Linked DNA regions of Mus musculus: region 1 is linked to region 2. The links are chromatin contacts, called in public Hi-C maps. All regions are on one chromosome and are shown on one strand. Each heading gives the region's core, a stretch centred on a gene start, on an enhancer-like site or on the middle of the called end of the contact. The rest is flanking DNA. Distances are from core to core; before and after follow the strand shown.

What was found. Hi-C and Micro-C count contacts between places; a contact is called where the count stands out from the background.
Region 1: a Hi-C map of the P5424 cell line shows a contact between it and region 2, with 2.1 times the contacts expected there. The contact joins the promoter of Nol6 here to the enhancer-like site in region 2. A contact is called at or near these places in 1 of 39 promoter capture datasets (hippocampal neurons), 5 of 484 Hi-C or Micro-C datasets (the G1E-ER4 cell line, the P5424 cell line and embryonic stem cells) and 1 of 115 datasets of contacts at active chromatin or transcription factors (pancreatic cancer cells).

What each region holds. Positions count from the first base shown.
Region 1 is chr4:41,122,820-41,126,472 of GRCm38.p6, reverse strand. Nol6 (nucleolar protein family 6 (RNA-associated)) reads left to right here and starts at 2,134. Exons shown (of 26, transcript NM_139236.3): 1 at 2,134-2,314; 2 at 2,814-3,014; 3 at 3,098-3,214. The coding sequence starts at 2,228.
Region 2 is chr4:40,904,657-40,908,753 of GRCm38.p6, reverse strand. No RefSeq gene overlaps it. Among named protein-coding and RNA genes, the nearest start is that of Spink4, 13 kb to the left of the region's middle. Within about 2 kb of position 2,248, at least 28 of the 459 cell types and tissues checked have an H3K27ac peak or open chromatin away from gene starts, as enhancers often do. A contact at or near this core is called in the P5424 cell line and pancreatic cancer cells, where this site is marked.

The DNA of each region.
Region 1 (3,653 bases), core at 885-3,384, 220 kb before region 2:
TTTTATTTTATTTTTCAAGATTTATTTAACAGAGGCCTGGAAAGATGGATTAATGGTTAAGAGAACTTACCACTTTTGCAGAGTGCCTGGGTTCGGTTGCCAGGACTCACATGGGTTCACAACTGCCTGTAACTCCACTTCCAGGAGTCCAATACCCTCTTCCAAAGTTTCCTGAACACACATGGTGCATAGAAACTCTCCCAAGCACAAACATATACATACTCTAAAATAAATGTTAAAGATTTACTTTCAAAGCCATGGTGTGTATGTGTGTGTGTGTGTGTGTGTTTAATTTTATGTGTATGAGTGTTTGGCTTCATGCGCGTGTGTTGGGAGGTATACCTTTAGTTCTAGCATTCAAGCGGATAAGCCAAGTGGATCTTTCAATTTGTATCCAGCTGGTCAACAGAATGAGTTCCAGGACATCCAGGACTATATAAAGACATTCTTTTTCAAAAAACAGTAACAACAATAATAATAATCACACACACACACGATTTACTTTCAAGAATGGAAAGATGGCTCATCAGCTAGGAGTTCTAGCTGCTCTTCCAGAGAACCTGGTTCATTTCCCAGCACCTACAGTTTGACTCACAACTATCTGTACCTCTAGTTTGAGAACATCCACTGAGCTCATCTGGCCTCCACCTGCACTGTACATACACGGTACAGAGATATACTTGGAGGAATATGTATGTGCCCCACACATAAAATAATATTACTTGCATGGTCTATGTCTATAATCCAGCAGTCAGGAGTCAGATGCAGATGAATCTCTGTGAGATCCAGGCCAGTCCGGGATGCATAGTGAGACTTTAAAACAAAATTATTGCATATAGGTGTGTGTACCACAGGAGTGCCTGGTGCCAAAGGATTTTCTAGGACTGGCATTACAGGCAGTAGTTGAGAGTTTCAAAGCTGCGTGGGTGCTGGGAAACCAAACCTAGGTCCTCTGCATGATCTACAAATGCTTTTAAGCTCTTGGCCATGTCTCCAGGGTGGAATTTTTTTGTTGTTATTTTGCAAAAACTCTTTTCCCCCATAATTATATTTCATGTTGGGTGTGTGAAAGCACACAGGTATCACTTGAATGCACTGTGGAGGTCAGAGGACAACTCGCAGAAATCACTTCTCTCCTTCTACTCGTGTGGGTCCCAGGTCATGGGCTAGATATGAAAGTCTTTTTTTTAAAGATTTATTTATTTATTATATGTAAGTACATTGTAGCTGTCAATTATGGATGAGCCACCATGTGGTTGCTGGGATTTGAACTCAGGACCTTTAGAGGAGCAGTCAGTGCTCTTAACCGCTGAGCCATCTCACCAGCCCAGTATGAGAAGTCTTAAAAGGTAGATGCTAAAGTGTCATTTGAGAGTGTCCCTCATAGTTCAGGTTCAGCATCGTGAATATTACTGGGATGAGCGTCCATGCCCAGTTCCAAGTAGTTTTCTAAAATAATATGTAAATAAAAGTAAATTGGCAAAGTACTTAGAACTTCGCTATTACGATGGTTCTGTGTTTAAAGTTTTGGAGTTTGAATAGGTTATCTTATATTTTAAGAAGGAAAAGCTGGAGAGAAGCTATGCTATTATGCTAGACACTTGAACTTTCTGTTTGTGGAAACAGAAAAAAAAACAAATTCAAGATACATTTTGGAGGTAGAAATCACATAACTTGCTCATAGACACGGTTAGATGCTGTGAACCACTAGCGAAAACAGACAGACGGACAGAGACAGACAGAGAGACACACACGGACACACAAAACCCCACCACACCGGAAGCCACAGTAAGCTGAGACAGACAGACAGACAGACAGACAGACAGACAGACACACACACACACACACACACACACACACACACACACACACACACACACACACACACACACACACACACACACACACACACACACACACACAAAACCCCATCACACCGGAAGCCACAGTAAGCTCCTCCCTTCCCGAAAGGGAAGTGAGGAAAAGAACGCGACGAGCTGCAGTCCCAAACGCTTCCGGTTTAGTGCGGCGTCGAGGCTGTAAATCGGCGGACCTTGTTTGGTTCCTCCCACAATGGGCGGGTTCCTTTGAACCACTGACCAATAGTGAGCGAGACGGCATGCACTAGCCCAATGGAACTGCAGTGGGTGGGGCCTGGGGCAAGGGTTTGAGCCCTGGAGTTGGCGTTTCGGCCCACGTGGGAAGCTACGGGGTAGATCCGGCTTGGATGCCAAGTGCTGGAGAGAGACCTGCTGTGAAGATGGGACCGGCCCCCGCCGGAGAGCAGCACCGACGAGCAACTGAGGACCCAGAGGTTGGTTGCTCAAAATGTGCTTTATTTTGACGACAGAGCCTGAGATAGTCAGGCCTGATACCTAGCCTGCAGGGCGGCCTACTATGATAGAAAAAAGATTACTCCAGGGCGGCCTAGGTTACTGGGAAAATGATTTTTAGGGAATCTAGCCTTGGAGAGATCTGGATAGAGCAGGAGAAGAGGTGATATTTGGGAAGGCCTAAGCCTGTCTCAGCAAAAGATTTGTGGTGTCCGGAAACAGGAGGGCATTGGAGCACTACCTCAGGCAGTGACTGGCAAACTCAGTCAGGTCTAAGCAGGACTGCATCCTCACGCTGTCAGATTTCTCTCAGTGATGGCTATCCCGAGTTTTATAAAAATCTTAACGCCCACTGAAAGGGAACAACTAGAGTAGATGAACCCTTTACCCACAAACTTGAGTCAGCTGATACAGATACCCCCCCCCCCCCCCCCCCCCGATTTCATGTTGGCATGTTGGTTTCTGTCTCTCTGGTCATAGGTGATGGAACTTGCCTTCGAAGGCATGGACAAAGAGAAGGCACCCTCAAGAAAGCGTGCAAGAACAGAGCCACCTGCAGAAGGCCTCCTGCAGCCAGTGAACCTCAGTCGGGAGGAGCTGTACAAGGAGCCTACAAATGAGGAGCTAAATCGCCTCCGTGAGACCGAGATCTTGTTCCACTCCACCTTGCTTCGTTTACAAGTACGTGGGTGGCCAGGGCATAGGTTAGAGGGGTTTCCGTGGGGTCCCGAGGCTCACAGATTCCTCCCTTCCCCCTGCTAAAGGTGGAGGAGTTACTAAAGGAAGTCAGACTGTCAGAGAAGAAGAAAGAGAGGATTGATAATTTCCTGAAGGAGGTTACCAAGCGGATCCAGAAAGTGCCTCCAGTCCCTGAGGCTGAGGTAAGGCAGATGGCCTTGGGACAGTGAGTCATGAGACCCTCTTTGCTGTTCCACGAAACTTGGTTACTAAGGAGATCATTCTCATTGCAAGAAGACTCAACCAGGACACAGGTCATGCATTTGTCTCTCAAATGTAGCTCCATCTTGTACAAGTTTTGTAGGTGTTTTGTTTGTTTGAACAGGGTCTTACATGCCCCTGGCTGGCTGGCCTTGAACTCCTGATTGTCCTGCATAGTTCCCAAGGACGGAGATTGAGGGCCTGAGCCACTTTTGTTTGGTTTTGTTTTTTGTTTCATTTTTAAGATTCATTGATTGATTTTATGTATGTGAGAATCCTGTTGCTATCTTCAGACATACCAGAAGGCAGCATTGTTACAGATGGTTGCAAGGCACCATATGGTTCCTAGGAATTGAACTCGGGACCTGTGGAAGTGCTCTT
Region 2 (4,097 bases), core at 999-3,498:
CACTTCTCAAGAAAGCTACTTATATCCGGCGGCCCTTTCAGCAGCTCCCGGGTGTTGAGCCAGAGACAGGTGAAAAAAAAGATTTCTTCTGTTCTAATGGCATTCGCTAAATATTTACTATTCGGGAGAGTTGATGGGTGTAAGAGCTGCCAGCCCTTCTGGGCGCGGTGATTGCCTCCTGCCTAGCCTGAAAGTTGCCAAAGATCCTGCTTGCAAAGGTGGGTGTGGGGCAGGGTGTGATCTTGGCTCACCTTGTCCTTTCCACCTGCCCGGAGAGGTCCGGGAACCCTGACCAACACCTCTTCGTTAACTTTTCCGACAGCTGCGGGTTCTTCCTTCCGGGATTCCCCCGGGGCGCCCCTGGGAGCTGGGAAGGGCAGGAACCTGTCTTTCCCACAGCATCTGGCAGCCTGCCTTGGCTTTACTTGCTGTGCGGCCTTGCCTGCTGCTTTCCCTTTTCAAAAGGGGGAATCTCAACTGCTGCTAGACTGCATTAATGGGGCAATTTAAGTGCTGTAGCCAAGCTTCCTGCACATCGACAGTGTCTCTTCATGGTGGCTATCTTAGCTCCCAGATTGTGTGGACCTGGTTGATGAAGAGAGACCCCTCTTCGAGCGCCTCCAGATCTACTCTGACCCACCCCACCAGAAGCATCACCTCCTGTCAGCCTTTCCCTCTCCTAACAGCCACCAAATACTTATCAATAGCTCTTTAGCTGGCTGTGGGGCTTCACACCCACCTCTTCCCTGTTGGGATTAAAAAAGAAAAAATTAAAGATTTATTTATTTATTATATGTAAGTACACTGTAGCTGTCTCCAGACACACCAGAAGAGGGCATCAGATCCCATTACAGATGGTTGTGAGCCACCATGTGGTTCCTGGGAGTTGAACGCAGGACCTCTGGAAGAGCAGTCAGTGCTCTTAACCTCTGGGCCATCTCTCCAGACCCCAAGCTGGGATTTTATCTGACATGAACTAGACAGATCTTGTCACAGTCTGGGGGTTCATAAGAGCATCTGCCCTGTGTGTCTGGAAAATGCTGTTTTCCTTGGAGTCTTCCACCACTTCTGGTCCTTACCCCCCCCCCCCCACGCTGCATCCCCCCCCCCCCCGCCCCTGTAGGTCCCTGGGACTTGAGGGGAGGATTGTGATATAAACATCTCATTTAGGGCTGAGCTTTCCAAAGTCTCTTATTCTCTGTACTTTGGCCATTTGGGGACGAGGAGCTCTTTTACGGTTGCAGAAATAGAGTATAGTGTTATAAAGGGATAAAGACTAGGAAATAAAACAAGAAGGATTAAGTATGATAGAGGATGGGAAGTCAGGGTGGAGGGGGAAAACTATCACTAAGGGCTTTTGAAAAGCCATATGAGAACCTACTACTGTAGAAGTTTCTCTGTTCTCTATAAGAAGACCTTCCTGTCTTTGTCTGGGGTCACCATTTTGAAAAATGTTGACACCCCACCCCCACCCCCCCACCCCCGAATACTGGTGTTTTTGCAGAATAAACGTTCTTTGTTTTTGCATACTATCTGAGTCTGGGATCTTCCTTCAGCGATTTTCGGACCCTTACATATCTATCATATATGATAGGTTATTTCTCTGCCGGTGAAGTGAGCCAATTCAAGCCTCCAAGGCCTTAGCCTGTGACTGACCTGTAAATATGAAATTCACACCTGGCCTCCTGATACAGTCTCAAAATGTACACTTGATCTGGGCTATTTACTGTATGTAAATCTTGTTTGTTGGTTTTTATTGCTTGTTTGTTTTTAAAGGGAGTCTGACAAAGTGGCTCTTTTAAAAAAGTCCTTAGTTCCAGCCTTTAAGAGACAGAGGTATGTGGATCTCTGTGGGTTTGAGGCCAGCCTGGTCTACATGCAAGTTTCAAGTCAGCCAGGGATACACAGTGAGCTCCATCTCAAAAAAAAAAAAAAAGAAAAGAAAAGAAAAAAAAAAAAGTGGGTTGGGGAGGGGCTTGGGAGGACTGGAAGAGGGCTAGGAAGGGGGCTGGGGAGATGGCTCAGCAAGTGAAGGGGCTTGTGGCTAACCCCGAGGGCCCAAGTTTGATCCCTGGAACATACAGAGTGGAAAGAGAATACGACTCAGGCAAATTGTCCTATGACCTTCACACAAGTAGTCCTATGACCTTCACACATTACAGTGGCAGGAGCATGCCCACACCTCAACCAAACAACCAAACAAGGTAAAAAAAAAATTTTAATAGGAATTCTGGCTTAGTTTGCAGTTACTACCACAAGGTGGCAATGACACCTAAATCACAAAGGCTTAACTGTTGAATGATTTCATCATTCTATTGTGAGAGGTGGTTTTGTTTTGTGGGTTTTGTTTTAATTTTATTTCTGAGACATGTAGATTCAGATTGCCTTGAACTCAACATGTAGCTGAAGCTGACCTTGAACTCCTGATCCCTCTGCCTCCACTTCCAAACTGCTGGAATTATAGGCATACTCCTCCACAACTGGCTACTGAATGCTTTTCTCCTTTTTTCTTCTCTTCTTTTCTTTTCTTCCTTTCCTTTCCTTTCCTTTCCTTTCCTTTCCTTTCCTTTCCTTTCCTTTCCTTTTCTTTTCTTTTCTCTTCTTTTCTTTCTTTTCTCTCTTCTCTTCTCTTCTTTTCTCTTCTTACAGTTTTACTGTATAGCCCCATCTGGCCTGTAACTCACTATATAGACCAGGTTGGCTTTGAACTCACAGCGAACCACCAGCCTCTGCCTTTGCCTCTGTTCCCTAAGGGCTGCTAGTAAAGGGGTGAGTGGTTTTCTTGAAGCAGGAGGCACTGTGCTGGAGGTCTCCTTCTGTGTCTTAGCTTTCTCCTCCATTTGCTACCAAGCTCGAAGAATCCACGTTTGTTGGAGGTACACCTACACCATTGACCCTTGCTGTGGTCAAAGAGTGGACAGTTGGCACAGATGGTGGCGCGTACCTTTAATCCCATCATTCTGGCGGCTGAGGCAGAAGGATTATGAGTTCAAGGCCAGCATGGCCTTATTTAGAAAAAATAATCACAAGGAAAACAGAACACATATCACATACTCTCCTCATTCCCTTCCTTTCAGATGCACTACTGCATCCAGATCTACAAACACTTCCAAATACCTTAGTGACAAATACCCTTGTGGATGTCTGTTACTGGACCCATGAGACAATTTTTCTAATTACATAGGCAGGAGTGAGAGGCCTCTGACGCATATGTTTTCATTCACACACATTATCCTCCCTCTTTGTTTCTTAATAAATTGCCTCCAAATTTCTTTTGGTACTAATCACAGCTGAATTCAAGCAATGTCCTAAAGTTTTGTTTTGTTTCCATGTACTTGTGTGTGTGTTGGGGGGTGGGGGGTGGGGGAGATCCTATGTATGTGTTTGTGTGTGTGTGTGAGTGCACATGGAGGCCAGAAGTCAACATTGGATGGCTTCTTCTATTTTTTTATTCTTTTGTAAAATATTATTTTTTATTATTTGTTTTTTTAATAAAAGATTTAAATATTTTATATATGTGAACACACTGTCTCCCTCTTCAGACATACCAGAAGAGGGCATCAGATCTCAGTACAGTTGTGAGTCACCATGTGGTTGCCAGGAACTGAACTCAGGACCTCTGGAAGAACAGTCAGTGCTCTTAACCACTGAGCCATCTCTCCAGCTCCTATTTGGGAATAATCTTACATCACGCACCCTGATCATACCGCCCACTCTTCCCATGTCCCTCCTCCCCCACGAACCATCCCCTGACACCCCCCCTCTTAAAAAAGAAGGGGGGGGAACTCAGTCCATTTTGTGTTGTTGAGATACTCACTGTAGCATGGCCAATTCCTTGTGACCAGCCTCCTAGGGAGGATGAGTCTGTCTCTGCCTCTGTCTGCACCAGAAGCCATCAACTCAGGAGAGCTATGCTGAGGGCCAGCTCACACTGAGGCCAGCTCTCCTGCAACATGGCTTCAAGCATCAGACATCTGCATGGGCTCCCATGGTAACATGGACACAGACATCAATACAGCCCTTGGCCATATCAGGACCACTGACCCTCTCATGGCCTTCAGTGGCTGCAGGGGTCAGGGGCCTCAATGTGGCCTCAG